2 separate regions of the Mus musculus genome follow, and region 2 is linked to region 1. Evidence: chromatin contacts called from public HiCAR-type data. All regions are on one chromosome and are shown on one strand. Each heading gives the region's core, a stretch centred on a gene start, on an enhancer-like site or on the middle of the called end of the contact. The rest is flanking DNA. Distances are from core to core; before and after follow the strand shown.

Region 1 (4,735 bases), core at 1,109-3,608:
CTAGAGTCTACCCCTAACACTAGGGGCAGGGTGGGACAGGAATCATGATTTCTTTTCTGGGCACTGTAGGCTGTAATTTAAGAATGATGCCTTATCTGTCTCCGTTCTCACTCCCAAATAATCAACACAATGACCTATTTATTACGTATATTAGCAAGCTGTAAGCCCAGGCAGGGGAGGTTCTGAGCTATTCTGCCCAAGGGATCGTCTTCCCAGCCACAGGCCCTTGACCTTCAGTTTGAGGTCCCCGCCCCCTTATCTGCTCCGTATGTGTCCTCACGGCTGCTCTCTCACTGGGACCCTTGGGCTGGGATTGAATGTCCACCCTTCCTATCTCCTCTGCCCAGCCAGATGCTGGCCAGCTCTTTAGTAACCGGTCAGAGATAATTGGAGAGCATCTTTCTACACAGCACCGATGCAGGAGGTGGTTGAGTAATGATAATGCCAGCATCCGGACTGTAACCAGATCTCTGGGCACAGAAATCAGCATCTGAATGCACAGTGCACAAGACCAAACCCCAACAGGGCATGGTATCAACCCCCAGTAATCCCAGCACGCTAGAGTTGGAGACAGGAGGATCAGAAGTTCAAAGTCACCCATGGCTAAGTAGAGAGTTCAAGAACTGTGTGGTATACATAAGACCTTGGCTCAGAATAAGCAGAAGTCACGCTCACAAAGAGAGAATGTGTGAAAGCACGGCGTGGTGGCACACGCTCTTAGACCCCGAACTCAGAAGGCAGAGGCAGGTGGATCTCTGTGAGTTGAAGGCCAGCCTGATCTACAAAGAGAGTTCCAGAACAGCCAGAGCTATGCAGAGAGATGCTGTCTCAAAAAAAAAAAAAAGAAGAAGGAGAAGAAGAAGAAAATATTTGAAATATATATAAGTATATAGAAATATGTAAAGCTTATAAGAGGCATGCATACAAGTATTTATATAATATATATATATACATATATATATATGTACATATACATATATTTCTAGAAAACAGTAACAAAACACACACATACACACAACACCAGAGCAAAATCTCCTTTTCAGAAATTCTTGAGATTGTGTCAGAACTCTAAGCATATCCCACCGAGTCCTAAGTCACCTCCCCACCTCATTCAGGAACCAAGGTCCTCTTTGGTTGGCCTTTGCTGGGGAGGCGACTCCAGGACACTGTCAGCTGGGGCCAGCAACTGATGCAGGTGTTTAAACAGGCGTGATGGCTGCTTTGATGAGAGACGATGTATTTTACATGTTTGTAAGTGTGCAGGTAGCCTTCAAAGCCATCAGAGAACATTCCATCCTCATGGAACCAGAGTTCTGGACTGTTGTGAGCTGCCTGCTGTGGATAGTGGGAATCTTGTACAAGAGAGATGAGCGCTTTTAACTGAGCCAGATCCTTAATGTTTGATTTTTTCTTTTTTTTTTTTTTTTGTTTTGTTTGCTTTTGGAGATAGGATTTTTGTGTGTAGCCTCGGCTATCAGAGTTAGCCTCAGACTCACAGAGATCCGCCCATCTCTGCCTTCTGAGGGCTTAAGGTATGCACCACCACACAGCTCTGATGGTTGATTTTTAACCCTCAATCTAGAATACTTCATTCTTAACTTCATTGCTAGTCTTAGGTTGCTAAATTTAGTGGAAGATTAAAAATAAAAGAATTAAAATAATAATAATGCATCATTTATATATGGTCCATTCATCCTGCCTGTTACCCTCACTTACTTGAGGGCTGAGGGGCTGTGATAGAACTTGCTTGGTTGCTTGGTGGAGGAATTAATTAAACAGCCTCATATGCTCAGCATAAACTCTACCAAGGACCTACATTTCCAGCCCAGAAATTCTTAATTTGGGATCCACGATGGGTTTCTGGGCCTCAAAATGGTGTGCATGTGCGTCTGTGCACCTGTGTGCGGTGTGTGTTTGTAATGTTTACTTTAATAAATAATGTTTGTTTGTTTGTTTGTTTGTTTTGGTTTTTCGAGACGGGGCTTCTCTGTAGCCCTGGCTGTCCTGGAACTCACTTTGTAGACCGGACTGGCCTTGAACTCAGAAATCCGCCTGCCTCTGCCTCCCGAGTGCTGGGATTAAAGGCGTGTGCCACCACGCCTTAGCTCTGGCCATTTTTTATAGGAAAAACCTCCATCGTTTTAGTCAGATTCTCTGAACGGTCCTATAGTCCTAAGAAGTTACCAACTCCTCTGACAAGGTTTATTTATATAAAGGGCTGCCATTCTCCACTGAGCAGCAGGCTAAGCCAGAGCCCACTGCCCTGAACAAACATGGCGGGAGCGGCCTCGCACGTAGCCCCTCACGCAGTCCGCCCGCGGCCCCTCCACTTTCCTTACCTTTGCGTCGTGACCCCGGAAGAACTCCGCCTCCCGCAGCCAGAGGCTGCTAGGTGCGGGCTGCGGCTGGGAGACCGAGGAGGCTCAGGTGCTGGCGGGCGCGGGGCAGAGCGGGCGACGGGCCGGGGACCACACCGCTCGGAGCGCGGGGCCCGCAGAGCGGAGAGAACGGCGGTGAGCGGGGACGGGGACAGCGCGGGCGGCGGGGACCTTAGCAGCTGCCTGGGTGCTGATGACGCCCGTCACGGGGCGGCTGCGGAGAAGCCGTGGCCCGCTCACCAGAATTCTTGAGCACCTGCTCTTTTGGGAGCCGCCCAGACATCTTGTTTTTAGAATGATTGTTTTTATTCGGCCAGCGTCTCACCCTGCAACCCAACAGACTGCGTGTCTGGAACTCACTTCAGAGACCACGCGGGGGCTCCCGCTGGTGGTAATCCTCCTGCCTCAGCCTCCCTAGTGATGGGATTATAGGCGTGACCACTAGCCATCTTGGTTTTACACAGAGCTCACAGGCGATTATTGTTACCAGGTTATTGTCAGTAACGACTACTTATTCCATTGAAATATCTCCTCAGATAACAAGAGGAGTTGTTGCATGCGTGGTCTTAGCACGGGGCAGGTGGAGGCAGAAGGATCAGAGATTCAGGGTCGTTCTCGGTTACCTAGTGATTCCAGGCCTGCCTGGCCAGCATGGAACCCCTCGAGTGTGTGTGTGTGTGTGTGTGTGTGTGTGTACAGCCTCAGAGTTTTAAGTTGTGTATATTCGCACTTCGTGTCATATAGGCTCAGTAGCAGTTCACTTCTTGCTCTTAGAGTCAGAGTTGTAGAATAGAATTTCAGGATGTTAAAAATGAAAACTCCGGTGATTGACACTTTTAATAAACCAGTGCTTGGTGCATGCAAAGAGTGAGGTCATTTGCAGTGATGTTTTATGGTTTCTTTTACAAATTTGAATAGTCATAAAACTGCTTCCATGTTTATTTTCATTATACTTCTGTAAGAAACCGGAACGCCTACTGTGGAAGTTTGTCAGCTAGTGACGATCATGTTTAGATTCAGTTTCCTTGGTGATTTTCAGTAAGAAGAAACGAGGTATCTAGAATTCAAAAGTAAAGGTTTGTCCGGATTCTTTGAGCAAAGTGCTGTGCCAAGCTCAAATAAGCACTTCGTCACTGGTATTTTTTATTTTATTCCTTTAAATATATGAGTGTTTTGCTTGCATGCCCATGCACCAGGTACGACAGTCCGTGGAGTCCAGAGGAGGGTGTGGAATTCCTTGGAACTGGAGTTATAAATGGCTGTGAGCCACCATGCTGGTGCTGAGAATCAGCCCTGGCTCTTGAACAGCCAGTGCTCTGCACTGCCGACCCTTCTCTCTACCCTAGGGTATTTCTCAGTTATGAATGCACACAGTTGTGAGTGGATTTGTACTTTATAAATGCATCTTCTGTGAGCAGCTGGGTGCACTAACAACAGAGAACTCATAATTCTGTAAGTACCCAGACTCTAAAGCCGTGGTTCCATACCCGTGGCTGGTGACCCCCTGGTAGGTCACAGGGGTTGCCTAAGACCATCGGAACACACTGATACCTACATGGTGATTCCTAACAGTTATGAAGTAGCAAAGAAAATAACTTTGGTTGGGGTCACCACAACCAAATATGAGGGACTGTATTGAAGGGTCGCAGCACATTAGAAAGGTCGAGACCCAATGGATTAGGACAGTTGGTCTCCTCATGTCTCCCTCCCCACCCGTAATTCTTTTTTTTTTTTTTAATTTCTTTTTTTTTTTAGATTTATTTATTATATGTAAGTACACTGTAGCTGTCTTCAGACACACCAGAAGAGGGCGTCAGATCTCATTACAGATGGTTGTGAGCCACCATGTGGTTGCTGGGATTTGAACTTCAGACCTTTGGAAGAGCAGTCGGGTGCTCTTACCCACTGAGCCATCTCTCCAGCCCCCGTAATTCTTTTTAAGTTAACAAAGTAATGGTTTTCCTCGTGGAATCCTCATAGACACGTGTACTTATAGGATGTTCTCATTCATTCTGCTTGCTGGCAGAACCTATAGCTTTCTAAGGAAATGTATGAGTGAATCTGAAGGTGAACTCTCCCCTCCTTTCGTCAGCTAGCTGGCTAATTTTGGTCAGGACTGAGTATAAACACACCTCAAGTTCTCCTTTGCTGACTTGGTAATCACAGCTCCAGCTCCGTTACGGTGTCCTGCATGCATAATTAGCTGCAAACGTTTTATTTTTAGTTTAAGTATTTAGTTTCATTTAAACATCTTTTATTATATTTATGTATCGGCTGCTCTTGTGGGCACCCGAGGAATCGAATCAGTTCTCTCATTTTACTTTTTTTTTTTTTCTTTCCAGACAGGGTCTCAGTAT
Region 2 (4,618 bases), core at 1,255-3,754, 1.3 Mb before region 1:
CTATTTTCTCCTGCAAACTAGTCTGTTGGTCTCGGTATCTTTCTTTCTTGAGAATTTAACCTTGGTGGGAATTATGTCCCAGAACCCTGCAGTTTCTGTGAATCTCAGACGCTAGGTAACGAATGGCACTGACTTGTGACTCATGCTGACAGGTTGTGATGTTTGCAGGAGGCAGCTGGCTCCTTTCCTGGCATCCGGAGGCACCGAGGCTCCCTGCCAAGGTGGATGGGCATGGCATTGTTGGATTTCCAGCTCCCACCAGTGCAGAGCTGAGCCTCTCGGGCTTCACGCTGCTGAAAGCTTTCCTGCATTTTCTTTGTGCTTTTTCCTCCACACAAACCACCTCTGAGTCCACCTGGGCTGCAGAGGGGACACAGGTGGCAGCAGGTGGAGTTGGGGGTGGTGCATCTCCAGGGAAGCCAGAGGTCAAACCAAAACTACTTATTGAGCTGATGGGACCAGTCTTCATCTACCAACCATGGGACCCCATGTTAGGCTTTGGAAAGTGGCTCCTTATCTTGCTCCCCCAAATGTGGGGCTCGAGCCAGTAGCATGGCACCTCCAGGTACCTGGGTACAAACATGGGACCCCGGCACACTGTGACAATGCCCTGAGAGAAACGGCCGAGTCTGTGAGCTAGAGAACAAGTTCTGTGGGCATTGTGAAAACCGGCCCAATGCAGAGTTGCACAGATTCCAAGAGACACGAGAGTTTGGACCCTCGTAAGCCATCAACCTCTCCCAGGGTGGATCAGAAAAGGCTTTCCTTTTGGCATTTCTATTAACTTAGTAGAGGCTGTCTCATGTAGCCAAGGCTGGCCTTGAATTGACTCTGTAGCCAAGGATGTCCTTGAACTTCTAATCCTCCTGCCTCATCCACTGTGTGCTGGGATTTCTATCATGTACATCCACACTTGGATTTGAGGTTTTTGCTTTTAGACTGTCTGCTTGAAAAATGATTGACTTGTGAGCCTGCTGCCTGGTTAGGGAGTGGCATTGGAAACCCTGTGTAAGATAAGTTGGTAAATCAGTGAGATGCGGGTTTCTAGATCTTACCTTTTTGTTTGTTTGTTTGTTTGTTTGTTTTAAAGGGATGGACATCCAAAAGCTGTCACGGTGATCTAATAGATGCAGACTGCTAAGCAGCCAGGCAAATAGAAGCCTGAGTGTTGAGGCACAGGGTGCTGTTGTGTGTCTGTGTGCATGGGCACAGGGTATTCGTTGTGAGTTCCCTGAAGGTGGCCCAACTTTTCAGTGAGACGTTCCTGAGTCTTAGAGGATTCCTGGCATCCTGTCCTCTTTGACTTCAATGGCTCCTCCCCTCCCGCCTCCCTCCTCATGTCCTGTGATGTTCACCCCAAACAAATTGGTCATAAAAGAGTGGAATATGCAGGGTCGGGAAGAATCAAATGTGGTTTTGTTTGTTTATCTGCAGGACGATTGAGAAACTTTTAAATGTTTCCAAAGAGGGGTTGTCTCATTCCTAAACTTATTCCCAGTAGAACTCCTCAGGATATAACCACACAGAGCAGGGTTCCGCAAGACATGCATCCCTCCTCCTCCTCTTCCTCCTTTTCCTCCTCTTCCTCCTTTTCCTCCTCCTCCTCCTTTTCCTCCTCCTCTTCTTCCTCCTCCTCCTCTTCTTCCTCTTCTTCCTTCTTTTCCTCCCCCTCCTCATTTCCTCCTCTTCTTCCTCTTCCTCCTCCTCCCCTCTTCCTCCTGTTCTTCCTCTTCCTCCTCCCCTCCTCCTCCTTTTTTCTGTTCTTCCTCCTCCCCCTCCTTCCCTTCCTCTTCCTCTTCCTCTTCCCCTCTTCCCCTTCCCCCTCCTCTCCCTCCTCCTCCTCCTCCTCCAGCCTCTGATCCCCTTTCTGTCCCATACGGGGTCTTATGCATCCGAAGATGAATCACCCCAGCTGGAGCTAACCTGATGGCTCCCTTTTTCTGCCCTGCCTCTCACAGACATTTCTCAGAGAAGCTCCCTTGGCTCAGTGATGTCTGTGAATCAAGTCTGGCATCCTTGAGCTCATACTCAAGACCCTGTTCTTAGAACAACTTGCTACGGTGTTTCCTAGGTCCCAACTCTCAGTGTTAAACTGTAGCCGCTCCTACCACCATGCTCCACTGGCCCAGCCTGCTGTCTTGCCCACTGATCTGGTCCTGCTGTGGGGCACCTAGGATGACCGATGCTTCAGATGTAGGCTGAGTGAGTGAGCTCACCCGCTGCCTCTGCTCAGGCTCAGGCCTTGCTCTGCTCCTGCCCCCTCTTTCGTTCACCCCTCACCCGTCACCATCTCCCTCTGCCCATCAGAGTCCAACTCTCTAAGAAGCCGTTCTCCCTGGAAGCCTCCTCTAATCGCGACCTCCCCGTGGCTGCTGTTTGTACCAACTTTCACAGTAAGTGCATTCTGTGGTGAGGTTTCTTTTCAGCTGAAAGGGATAATGGAAGATTCCTGTTCGCCTCTTCGCTCACCATGGAGCCTGCTCAGAAAACTACAGCAAACAGAACAGACCCAGCATGTTCTTTCAGCCAGCCAGCTTGGCGGGCGTCTCAGGCTGACAGTGGACTGAGTGGACTGTGCTGAGGCCTCTGTTCCACTTCTTCACGAGCCTTGTGGCGGGGCCTCCTATACTCCAGGGGCTGTTGCTGGGATTTTTATTTCTCTGAAGTTTGTTTCCTTTTCTAAGTACAGTTCTTTGGTAACAAAGGTCCATCACATTAGTAATATGCTCTGGGGATGAATTCCGCCCCGTATGTTCGCAAGGTAAGCATCGTCCTGACTGGGCTAGCCCTTCTTGCCCTGCCTGATCTGCATCCTCTCTGTTCTCCACTTGTCACCTGTGGCTACCTAGGCTGTAGCAGGCAGGCTTGTGCAAGTGTCGTCCACATATTATAACTGACCCGGTCATAGGGAGCTCCAGGACTTGTCTGGTGTGCTGAGTGACATTTGCTGAGGGACACAGCAAGAGGCTAAAGAACAAGGGTCTGTCTGCGGGCTGGAGCTAGCCTGAGATGCTTGCTCTCACGAGTGAGGTGCTGCATGGTGAAAGGGTGACCTACCCGTGCAGCTACAGTGGCAGGACAGTGTGGCACACTGCATTTGGGCTGGGTTGTCTCAGGTCTGACAGCTCCACTGATCCAACGCTTTCTTACAGACTCCCTTTAAGAGCCTCTTTGTGGTTCCTGTCAGGATGGCTCCATCAGTCACCAGCCTGGTGAGCTGCTTTTATGCCCAGTTTCTGGTGTGAAAGCCATGATTCTTTCAAGTTAGCCTCAACGTTCCTCTTTAACCTTTCCCACTCTGTTCCAGCTTACATTCCCCCCTTAATGGTGTTAGGCAAGGCCGACGGCAGACATCAGGCTCCCCACTCTTACCTGTGAGCAGGGCTGGCCATGAGGTTTCTTCATCCTCAGCCTGGGTTGGGTCTTCTTCCCTAATTGCTTTCTGCCGTCTTCCCAGGCACACCTGCCTTAGTGTATCCCTAAGGTGTTAGCCTGTTTACTCTCTTCCACATCCATGGCGTGGTGGATGTAGTGGGGACTGCTGTCAGCTTCCATTGTACAGCCACAGTGGCCTTGCCCTCTGTTCAGTGTATGCGTTGGCAGGGCACTGAGACCTTCCCTTAGGTGTGAATTTGCGTATCTGTAGACTGCATTCACTCGCAACGTGAGTCTCACTTCTGAGTTATCTGGAGGATGTTAATGAAGGGTTTCAGGTGCAGAGGTACGTGTGGTGGCCTCTAGTGGTGGCTGCTCGGTGCAGCAGGTTGGGGGCCAGTAGCTGTGTGGTTGTTTGAGACAGCCCGTGACACATATAGAGCGAGTCTTTCCACCTCAGCCGATGCTCACAGGCACGCCCAGAAGTGTGTTTCCTAGGCGGCTTCAGAGACGCCCCAGCTCTCCGCTTACACCGGACAGAGGATGCCAGGCTCCGTGTTCCTGTGAATTTGGCTTCTTTTTACCAGAGATAATCGAAGTTGGTCGAGCAGTTGTTCCCTTAGCACCACTGTCAGGGAGCACTGACATTTCAGGTCCGTGGACTGTGAAAGCGCAGGTTCAAAGGCCTGCGTCAGCCACCTTGGACTTGGCCTGCTTTCTCATGACATTAGCCTTTGGCCCTTTCTAAGAGAGAAGTGGCACTAGTGGTCCCTAGCACACAGAGCAGGTGACAGAGTAGTGTCACTTTTCATCGCTGAGAGCCACCAGGAATCAGCCAGAGCTTCAGAGCCGTATTAAAATGAGGCTTTCCCCCTAAGGTTGCTTTGGGGTCAGCTCTGGACAGAAATGAACTAGTTCTTGTGTTACAGAGTGGATTGCTAGAAAGCCATGCTGTCTCTATTTCAATCTGGATTTCTTCCAAAGGATTCTAGTTCAAGAGCCTGCTGTGGGCGATAGTACCAGAAAACTGTATAGAGAGGAGTGGGACAGAAGACCAGAGAGGGTGTGTTCCGGACCAGCAATCCTTGCAGCAGCAGACCCTGCTGAGGATTGGAACTCCACTCTGTCCAGGCAGGTGGAAGCCTCTGGGTTATCCTGCCTTGTGGGTGCAGGCTTCACCAGCCTAGAGCCTCTGAGATGGGCAGAGGCACCCACATAACAGAAACTGAGGACATTAGAGTGG

The links. HiCAR-type assays count read pairs that join an accessible place to other places.
Region 2: a HiCAR-type map of astrocytes shows a contact between it and region 1, with 4 times the contacts expected there. The contact joins the enhancer-like site here to the promoter of Miga1 in region 1. A contact is called at or near these places in 4 of 39 promoter capture datasets (the 3T3-L1 cell line, the C10 cell line, embryonic stem cells and 1 more) and 2 of 115 datasets of contacts at active chromatin or transcription factors (astrocytes and embryonic stem cells).

What each region holds. Positions count from the first base shown.
Region 1 is chr3:152,338,030-152,342,764 of GRCm38.p6, reverse strand. It overlaps Miga1 (mitoguardin 1), which reads left to right and starts at 2,358. Exons shown (of 16, transcript NM_174868.4): 1 at 2,358-2,513; 2 at 4,721-4,735.
Region 2 is chr3:153,657,702-153,662,319 of GRCm38.p6, reverse strand. The region is part of intron 1 of St6galnac3 (ST6 (alpha-N-acetyl-neuraminyl-2,3-beta-galactosyl-1,3)-N-acetylgalactosaminide alpha-2,6-sialyltransferase 3); the gene reads left to right. Among named protein-coding and RNA genes, the nearest start is that of Gm52633, 64 kb to the right of the region's middle. Within about 2 kb of position 2,504, at least 29 of the 459 cell types and tissues checked have an H3K27ac peak or open chromatin away from gene starts, as enhancers often do. A contact at or near this core is called in astrocytes and hippocampal neurons, where this site is marked.